Regions from separate parts of the Anas platyrhynchos genome. Here region 2 is linked to region 1. A link is a contact called in public Hi-C data. All regions are on one chromosome and are shown on one strand. The core of a region is the stretch at or near the end of the contact, and the rest is flanking DNA. Distances in the headings are between cores, read along the strand shown. Region 1 overlaps CWC15 (CWC15 spliceosome associated protein homolog). Region 2 holds the start of C1H11orf97 (chromosome 1 C11orf97 homolog).

Region 1 (3,771 bases), core at 824-3,323:
TGTGTGCACGTTTAATTTTTCTGTAATAAGATTTTAAAACAGTGTGTAGGCATCATTCTAACCTTTATGTTTTGCATGACACATGTAATAACTTTCAGTTTCGATCAGCCTAACATATTTTGCTGTCTGATAATGAAAAAAGTATCATCAGCCTGACATGTTAAGATTTGGTGGCAGAAAAAAATAAAATCAAATTGAAGAGTGACATAACATTTTTAAGAAGTGTTATCCTACAAGGAGTAGTGCAAGAGCAGGATTAGCTCCAGATTCAGCCACCTACACTTAGACATCTGCCTGGAGGCATCTGAGCTCACATCTCAAAGGAGATCTGGAGAACACAGCGTGGTGCCAGGAGAGCTGTGCTGCTCGTCCTAACCCACGCACCTGGGGAACTAACCATGCTCCGGGCTCTGCCTGCCGTGCCAGCTTTGTTTCCACTGCACCAGAATTGAAGCTCCAGTGAGTAAGATATACGTGCATCCCAATTTGGCATTTCAAGGGCAACTGAATCCTGTCTAAAACTGCACATTCCTGCTAAAAACCTATGTTGATTCAAGTCACCTACAATTCCAGAGGACTGGAGGGCAGCAAAACAGAAATCACACTATTAATAAAAGAAACAGAAAGGATGATAATAGGACTTTTAAATGATTACATTTTACTTTTGCACCTAGTAAATTATTAGAAACTACTAAGAACACAGTGCCAACAGAAGCTGTCAGATCTTTCCGAGAGACAGCAGTTGTAGAAAACATCCAGGAATCTTATTTCAAAGATCCATTTTCCCTTTCTGCTGCAAGCGACACCGCACAGCCCCTGGGCACGTTGTTGGTTGCTCCGCCGCTCTGCTGGCGAACAGAACCCTGCTTTTAGACCTGCAGAGACAGCACAACTACAAGTAGGAACAAACTGCGTTATCTTTGTCATTAAAGATCAACGGATTAGAGGCTGAAAACAAATGGGGAACGGATCTGTTGAGTAAGACATCAGTCACCTCACAAAGACGATGTGGCGCACGCGGTGGCTTATTGCTGGAATTCCATCATTCCAGATTTAGGAAGTAGGCTCATTCTGAAGATGAGTCTTGAAGACTTTTGTATCATTTAGCTCTACTAAAACCTCCCCGGGAAGGTATGCAGAAAGTACGAAATAGGTTGGTTATTCAATTCTGTATCTCAGGCACGGAGGAAACCCGAGGTGTAACTCACGGGGCTGTAAAGCTGACATTTACACTCAGGCTAATTTATACACTCTGGCCAGAGCTGTAAAACCCCTCATCTCCAGCCAAAAAAAGGTTTTCGTTACATTTCAGAATTTTCCACATCAATCTTCCACTGCCCACTCCTCCAGGCAACGGAGCATGGCTTGTATCAAACCCAACAGAGCAGACACAAGCTTCCCAGCTGTCTGAGCCTCACACCTCTGGGGCACGACACAGCACAGCTGTTTGCAAAATAAACGGTTCGGCTTCCTCCAAAGCCTGCACCGTTCTCCTACATGGTGGAACAAAGGCAGATTAGGTTAAAACACTCTGGGTACAACAAACCTACAACGGGAGAAAAGCCTAAGGGGGAGAATAGCCTCTCTCTGTTTACTCCACCCTTTTAAAAATAACATTTCTTTGTCTGCCTTTCCGTTCTTCGAGATGAGGCATACAATTCTTTTCCTAAACTCTTACAGGAAAAAAAAAACACCACGCTGCAGGTTATTCCATCACTACATGCAGCAGCGCTTTACCAACTGCTTGCAGGGATGACTCAGAAACCAGCCACGTTGGTGGGAAGCAGCTCCTTCCTCTGCTGCCCCCGTGGTAGTGGCAGAGGTAAGAGAAGAGGAATATTGTGGTGTGGGGAATAAAACTGGACTGGCAGAGGGAGCCCCGTGCCCCAAGGAAGCAGACAGAGCCGATGCTGTGTGAAGTGTGAGTCACAGTAAGCCTCCACTGCACGCCTGAACTCATCATGGGGGGGCGGGGGAAACCAGAAAAAGCTGCATTAACCTGGACTGAACAATCATTCCTTATCTTGCTGCAAGAATAACTGTCCCTTGGCATACTTGTTTCTGACCGCAAAGGAAAGAAAAACAGTATTGTTACCATGGTTATATTTCTTCTAGTATAGCTGCTACCCTTCGCACAGAGCAAGATTACTTTTGCAGAAAAGTGCTGAAATTCCTGAAATGACTCCATTGTATTAAAATAAGTTACCCTGCTCAGTTTTCGCAGAAACGGAGTTGTTGCAGAAAATCTGAAATATTCCTGTATCACTGAAGGTTAAAAAAATCACAAAACCTTATTTAAGTGATATTTTTTGAATGACAAACTATGCCAGCAGGGTCCTTTAGCAGCATAGAGCAAAACTTAACAGTGCAGAGATCAACCCCAGTAACATAATCCCACCCAGATCACTAACTCTGTGCAATACAGTGTTTCAAATAATTGTTTGAAACTCCAAAAAATAAACATACAGAGTAATTGCAGTGCCTATATGCAGATTTGTTGTCATTCTCCCCACAAGTGATAAGATGTTATCATTAGTTTTTGACAAGGGTAAGCACTGCCAGCATGTCTCACAAACATTTAATGAAGAAATATACTCCAACATCTGCTTCTTCATTGAAATCCTTCCTTAATCACCAATTTGGCGCTCCAGTTTTAGTTATATACTTAAAATTTAAGTGAAAGGGTTAAAATCAAGACTCATTTAATGTAATAATTGAGAGAAGCTGAGGCTACAACACAGGACAGAGCTGAGATCTCCTTTAGCCATTAAAGAAATACATCCAGTTACAGAGAAGCACTGGGTGAAAAGAAACTGTAATAGAGCCAGCCAGAAACTTTAAGTCTGTGCTCAGATAAGCATAAAATGACTGGATGCTAAAATAGCTTTGCTGGAACTGTGCTTGTACATTCAGCAGCTCGCTGGTTTGAGGTTTGCTTTTAATTATTGCAATTTACCTTTTAAGGAAGTTTTGAAAATTGGAAATTAGGAATGCTGTAACGCTGAATTTGGAATACTGAAACGTGGTCCCACGAAAGCTATCTGTGGATGGTTAGCACAGGCAGCAGTTCCTGTGTTTGTACAGTTTTAGACAGATCCAGGATTATTCCATGGAAATGGCTCCCAAAACTAAGATCTGCTGGTCAGTTCAGTCTCTACTAGAAACGAGCTAGGTTTAAATTGGTTAAAGAGGTTCATATTGCAGAGGGCAGGAGAAAAGTCAGAACAACTTCTGTCCCCAATCAGCTTTTTAAGAAGTTTATAGTAATTGTTTTGTTTCTAAAAGTTAAAGGGAATGAAAGCATTTTGAGATTATTAATAGGCTTTGACAGCAATCTTTTATTTTGTTAAAAAACTATTTCCTTCACAGATTAAAGGAAATACCAGCATTAAGGAAGTTAGGACCTCTTCACACTAACATTTACCAAAATCAGAGGTTTTTTGTGGAGATTGGCATTACCACATGAGGGAAGTTAACACAGAACATGATGAACCGAAAAATAGCACGTTCCTATTTCCCATTTTTTTAACTGCCTGACCAGAAACACACTTTAAAAGGAACAGTCCTCCTCCCATGGCAACTTCAATACTGAGCACCAAAGTGACCAGTGAAACAGGTAACAGAAATACAGCATTTACTTTAAATAAAGTCTCAGAAATAACTGCAGTAACATTGCTGGATAGTGTAACTGAAGTACAAGGAAAAGATCCACATATAGCACAATTTTGGGATCGAGTGCTACATTTTAGCTATGTCATCTTTTCCAAGAAG
Region 2 (3,771 bases), core at 420-2,919, 140 kb before region 1:
AATTTATTACAGCTCAAGAGAAAAATATTTTTTCAGAAATTTAATTTTTTAAGAAATTGCATGAAAGCTCAGTATGAATGTAACTTATTTGGGTGATACACAAAATGCTGTGATCTGTTGTAAGGCCTATTATAAAATAAAACAGTCAACCCTATGTATTCTATTGTCATATTTTTAATTGAAATCTCAATAACCAATGTGATTGTCTGTTCATAAATCAAAAGAATTATTCATAGGAACCTCAACTGTGTGAGGATGAACAGACACCATGTTATTGTGCCAAATTATTTAAAGCTAGTATTGCTAGTTCAAACTCAGATTTGACTGCCGTGGCTTAACCAAACTGAAATTGGTGGAGGTTGGTTGGTAAAGCATTGTATTGTGCAGGAATTAGCATACTACAGGATTTCCCATGTTAAAGGCATGCGGTGTGAGAGCTCCAACTTTCCCATTTATAGTATAGGAGTGGAGAAACTTGCTTCTATTTGTTAATCAAATTGAACTAGAAAATGAATGTAAGGCCTGGAATATGGTCTCTCAGCAAGACAACTGTAAGAAAACATCTTCTCCTGTGCAGACACCTTACTGAGTGATCCCAAGCTCCTTCCAGACACCACTAACAGGTCTGAAGCACACTTGTAGCAGCAGCAGCAAGGCTGGAATGTGTCGGCCTTTGTCCTCTGAGGCATTTATTTGGTCCTCTGATCAAGCATCTTTGGAGGGCATGTTCATCACCATGTCTTTCCTGGAGCCCTGTGTTGCGATTCTGTTAAAAAAAAAAAAAAATAGAGAACTGCCTTTGAAATGTGAATTGTACAAAGTAATTTTTAATGTTTGGTATTTTGAAAGCTTGGTTTCAGGATATTTGTGAACGACATATGCTTTGAAATGCGTTAATGAGGAACAGATTACATTGTGCATTGGTTTAACTAGACATGGCTTGTATCTTACAGATTCTCACTTCCTGTATGCCAAGTTCTGGCTTCAAGGAAGCTGTCACAAGGCAAATCTCTCTGCTGGGTGAGTGGGACAGCTTGCTGGTGTACTCATCTGCTGCTATCTGGCAGCACTCTGCTTGCTGTGGTACCTGCAAGATGCTCTTCTTCATAGCATGCACAGCAGCAAGATGAGTGGAGTCAAAATGCCACCTCAGTCCTATCAAAGTTTCAAGGTGCCTTATATTACAACAAGTGCCATTAAAATCAAGCGAATGCTCCTGTAAGTCGATCCAGTCAAGCTGGATCCTTCTGTCTTTATCAGTCTCAGTCTGAAGATTGACATAAAATGTGACATCCTTTTAAAAGTTAGGGTAGTGGCAACACTTTCTAGGGACACAAAGCAGCAGTGATGTGTGTGCATACCTGTGTGTGTAATGCTGCCTGCCCCACATGAGTGATGTTTAACGATAAACCATGGACTGTAGCCTGCCCTGTGCCCCATGGCGGCATGAGGCAACCCTAGGTCCCCACACAGCGACCCCAGGACGCCTTTGCACCGGGGGCTCATCCATGATTTTTTTGACTAAAAAGAACGGGAGGTAAAAGGTCAAAGGCCTTTTTTTTTAGGTCAAAGTGGAAGGCGCAAAACACCTCAGCGCTGACGGAAAGCAAAAGCGGCACAGCCCGCTACAGAACATCGCCCCTAGGGCAGCCACAAGATGGCGCCGGGCAGCCGCTGGCGGGGCGCGGCCCGCCCGTCCCCGCCCATCCCCGCTCCTATGGCAACGGAGCCGCGCGGCTCGCAGCTGGCCGGGCACGGTGGCCATGAGGGCGGCGAACGGCCCGCAGCCGGCGGGGGAAGCCGAGGAGACGGGCAGCGATGGCCGCGGCGCGGCGGCGAGCGGCCCGCAGCCGGCGGGGGAAGCCGAGGAGACGGGCAGCGATAGCCGCGGCGAGGCGGCGAGAGGCGGGCAGCCCTGTGAGCGCGGCGGCCCCCGGCTCGCCTCACTGCCCCTTGTCCGCCTCAGGGTCCCCTCCCCGGCTCTCTGGGCACCACGGGGGTGGGCTCCGGCTTCTTCCTCAGGGGTCCTGCCCCGTCATGGGTCCCCAGAAAGCTTTGGAGGGTGGAGATGGGGAAGGAAAGCGTCGCATCCCTCCCCAGGCCGCCTCCGTGGTGGCCTCATGCAGGGCTGCACTGCTGTGCGCTGCCTTTTTTTAGGGGTGACATGTTGTGAGGCGTCCCCTTCAGCAAGGACATCTCGGGGGCTTCCTTCATGTCCCCCTGGAAGCACTCTGCTCCAGCTGGGGCTGCTCATGGAGGGACCCCATTGTCCCTTCTCCCAGGTGCCTGGCTCGCTGCCATGGATTTCAGCTCCCTCTGAATCCTGCAGTGCTCCCCTTTAGGTACCCGCTGTGGTACTGCTGTGAGGAATCCCTTGTGGGTCCGGGCATGTCTGAACCCTATCACGTCTGTAAATTGGTCGTAAGGTGTGTGAAAGATAAAAGTAGAACGGGACAGGATAAAATTACATTCAGCAAAGCATATTGAGATTGGGGTGGGAGACGTGGGTAAAATCACAGAATCACGGAATTTCTAGGTTGGAAGAGACCTCAAGATCATTGAGTCCAACCTCTGGCCTAACACTAAATAACTGGTTCTTTTGTAATGTGTTTTGCTAACAGGGAAGAAATTTGTGTATGTTGAGCCATCTAGGAGAGTTAAAGAAATCCTTCAAGAAGAGCTTTATTTTCAGAAAGAAGAATACAGCATTAAACATCCAGCTGCAGGTCATCTTCCTTACGAGCAAATGAAAAGTGTTTGTCAGGGCAAATGGAACAAAAGATGTTTTGAGAACTGCAGCAAAATTACTGATTATAACAAAAAAAACCACCAAAAAAACAACCAACCAACCGAGCAACAACAACAAAAACAGCCTAGAACATTCATGGAATGATCTGGGGAACATTCAGAAACAGAAGAATTGCATATAGTCTCTACTATTTTTTAGCCTGAAATTATTGGGAACATAATTGTTGAGAACATGTAATTCCATATGATCTATCAGTTTAATAAAACAGAAGCAAATACCAAGTGCTAGAGAGGTTTATTACATCTTTCTTTGAAAGAGGTGCTGTAGTTATTAGAATACTTCATCCAGTTCTGAAGTTGGTGTTGAAAAGAAGTTGAGGTAAGAATGAATAAGGTTAGATCAAGGACAGGAAAACAGTGAAGGCAAGTAGAAAATCAGTCTGTTCGGGCAGTTTGAAGGTTATGGAACTACTTGACTATAGTAGGCAAATGAAGAAATGAAAGTCTAAGAGGGAACAAGGTGTTTGGTCTAGATAAGAAACTTAATTCTGAGAATTGGAGGTAAAAATTAGAAGATCAGAATAAAAACAATTAGCATTTTTTAACAAAAAGAGCCTAATGATGGAACAATCTAAGAAAGATCAATTAGATTCTTCATTTTAATATAAATTTTAAATATTTTCCATGTAAACAACCCTAGTCCGAGCTCATTTGCTAGTTGTGATGCAGAAATGAGTATAAAGCCATGTGACCCATGTGGGACATAACTTACATCGTGGTGGTTTTCTCCTGCAGCCATAGAACTATTCATCTAATTGTAGAAATTTATTTTTCAGACATTTGCAATGTTTAAGGATAGGACAGCTGATCTGTTTGACTGCCAGGCCTGACTGTCTCTACTGGTTAAGCTGCTGTACCTCAGGTTGTGCCTCTCTGCAGAGCCTGCTGAATAAAGCTGGTTCTTGCAGCTTCCCTCATTAGTTTGTTCTAGTGGCTGGCATGTTAAAAAATCATGCCTCATTC

What was found. Hi-C and Micro-C count contacts between places; a contact is called where the count stands out from the background.
Region 2: a contact with region 1 is called in a Hi-C map of subcutaneous adipose tissue, with 4 times the contacts expected there. The contact joins the promoter of C1H11orf97 here to the enhancer-like site in region 1. A contact is called at or near these places in 4 of 8 Hi-C or Micro-C datasets (F1 follicle, liver, skeletal muscle and 1 more).

The regions. Positions count from the first base shown.
Region 1 is chr1:195,861,108-195,864,878 of IASCAAS_PekinDuck_T2T, reverse strand. The region is part of intron 6 of CWC15 (CWC15 spliceosome associated protein homolog); the gene reads right to left. Among named protein-coding and RNA genes, the nearest start is that of CWC15, 11 kb to the right of the region's middle. Within about 2 kb of position 2,073, at least 6 of the 8 cell types and tissues checked have an H3K27ac peak or open chromatin away from gene starts, as enhancers often do. A contact at or near this core is called in F1 follicle and subcutaneous adipose tissue, where this site is marked.
Region 2 is chr1:196,004,433-196,008,203 of IASCAAS_PekinDuck_T2T, reverse strand. C1H11orf97 (chromosome 1 C11orf97 homolog) reads left to right here and starts at 1,669. Exons shown (of 4, transcript XM_072032776.1): 1 at 1,669-1,999; 2 at 2,622-2,726. The coding sequence starts at 1,819. ANKRD49 (ankyrin repeat domain 49) reads left to right here. Exons shown (of 3, transcript XM_072032775.1): 3 at 1-154.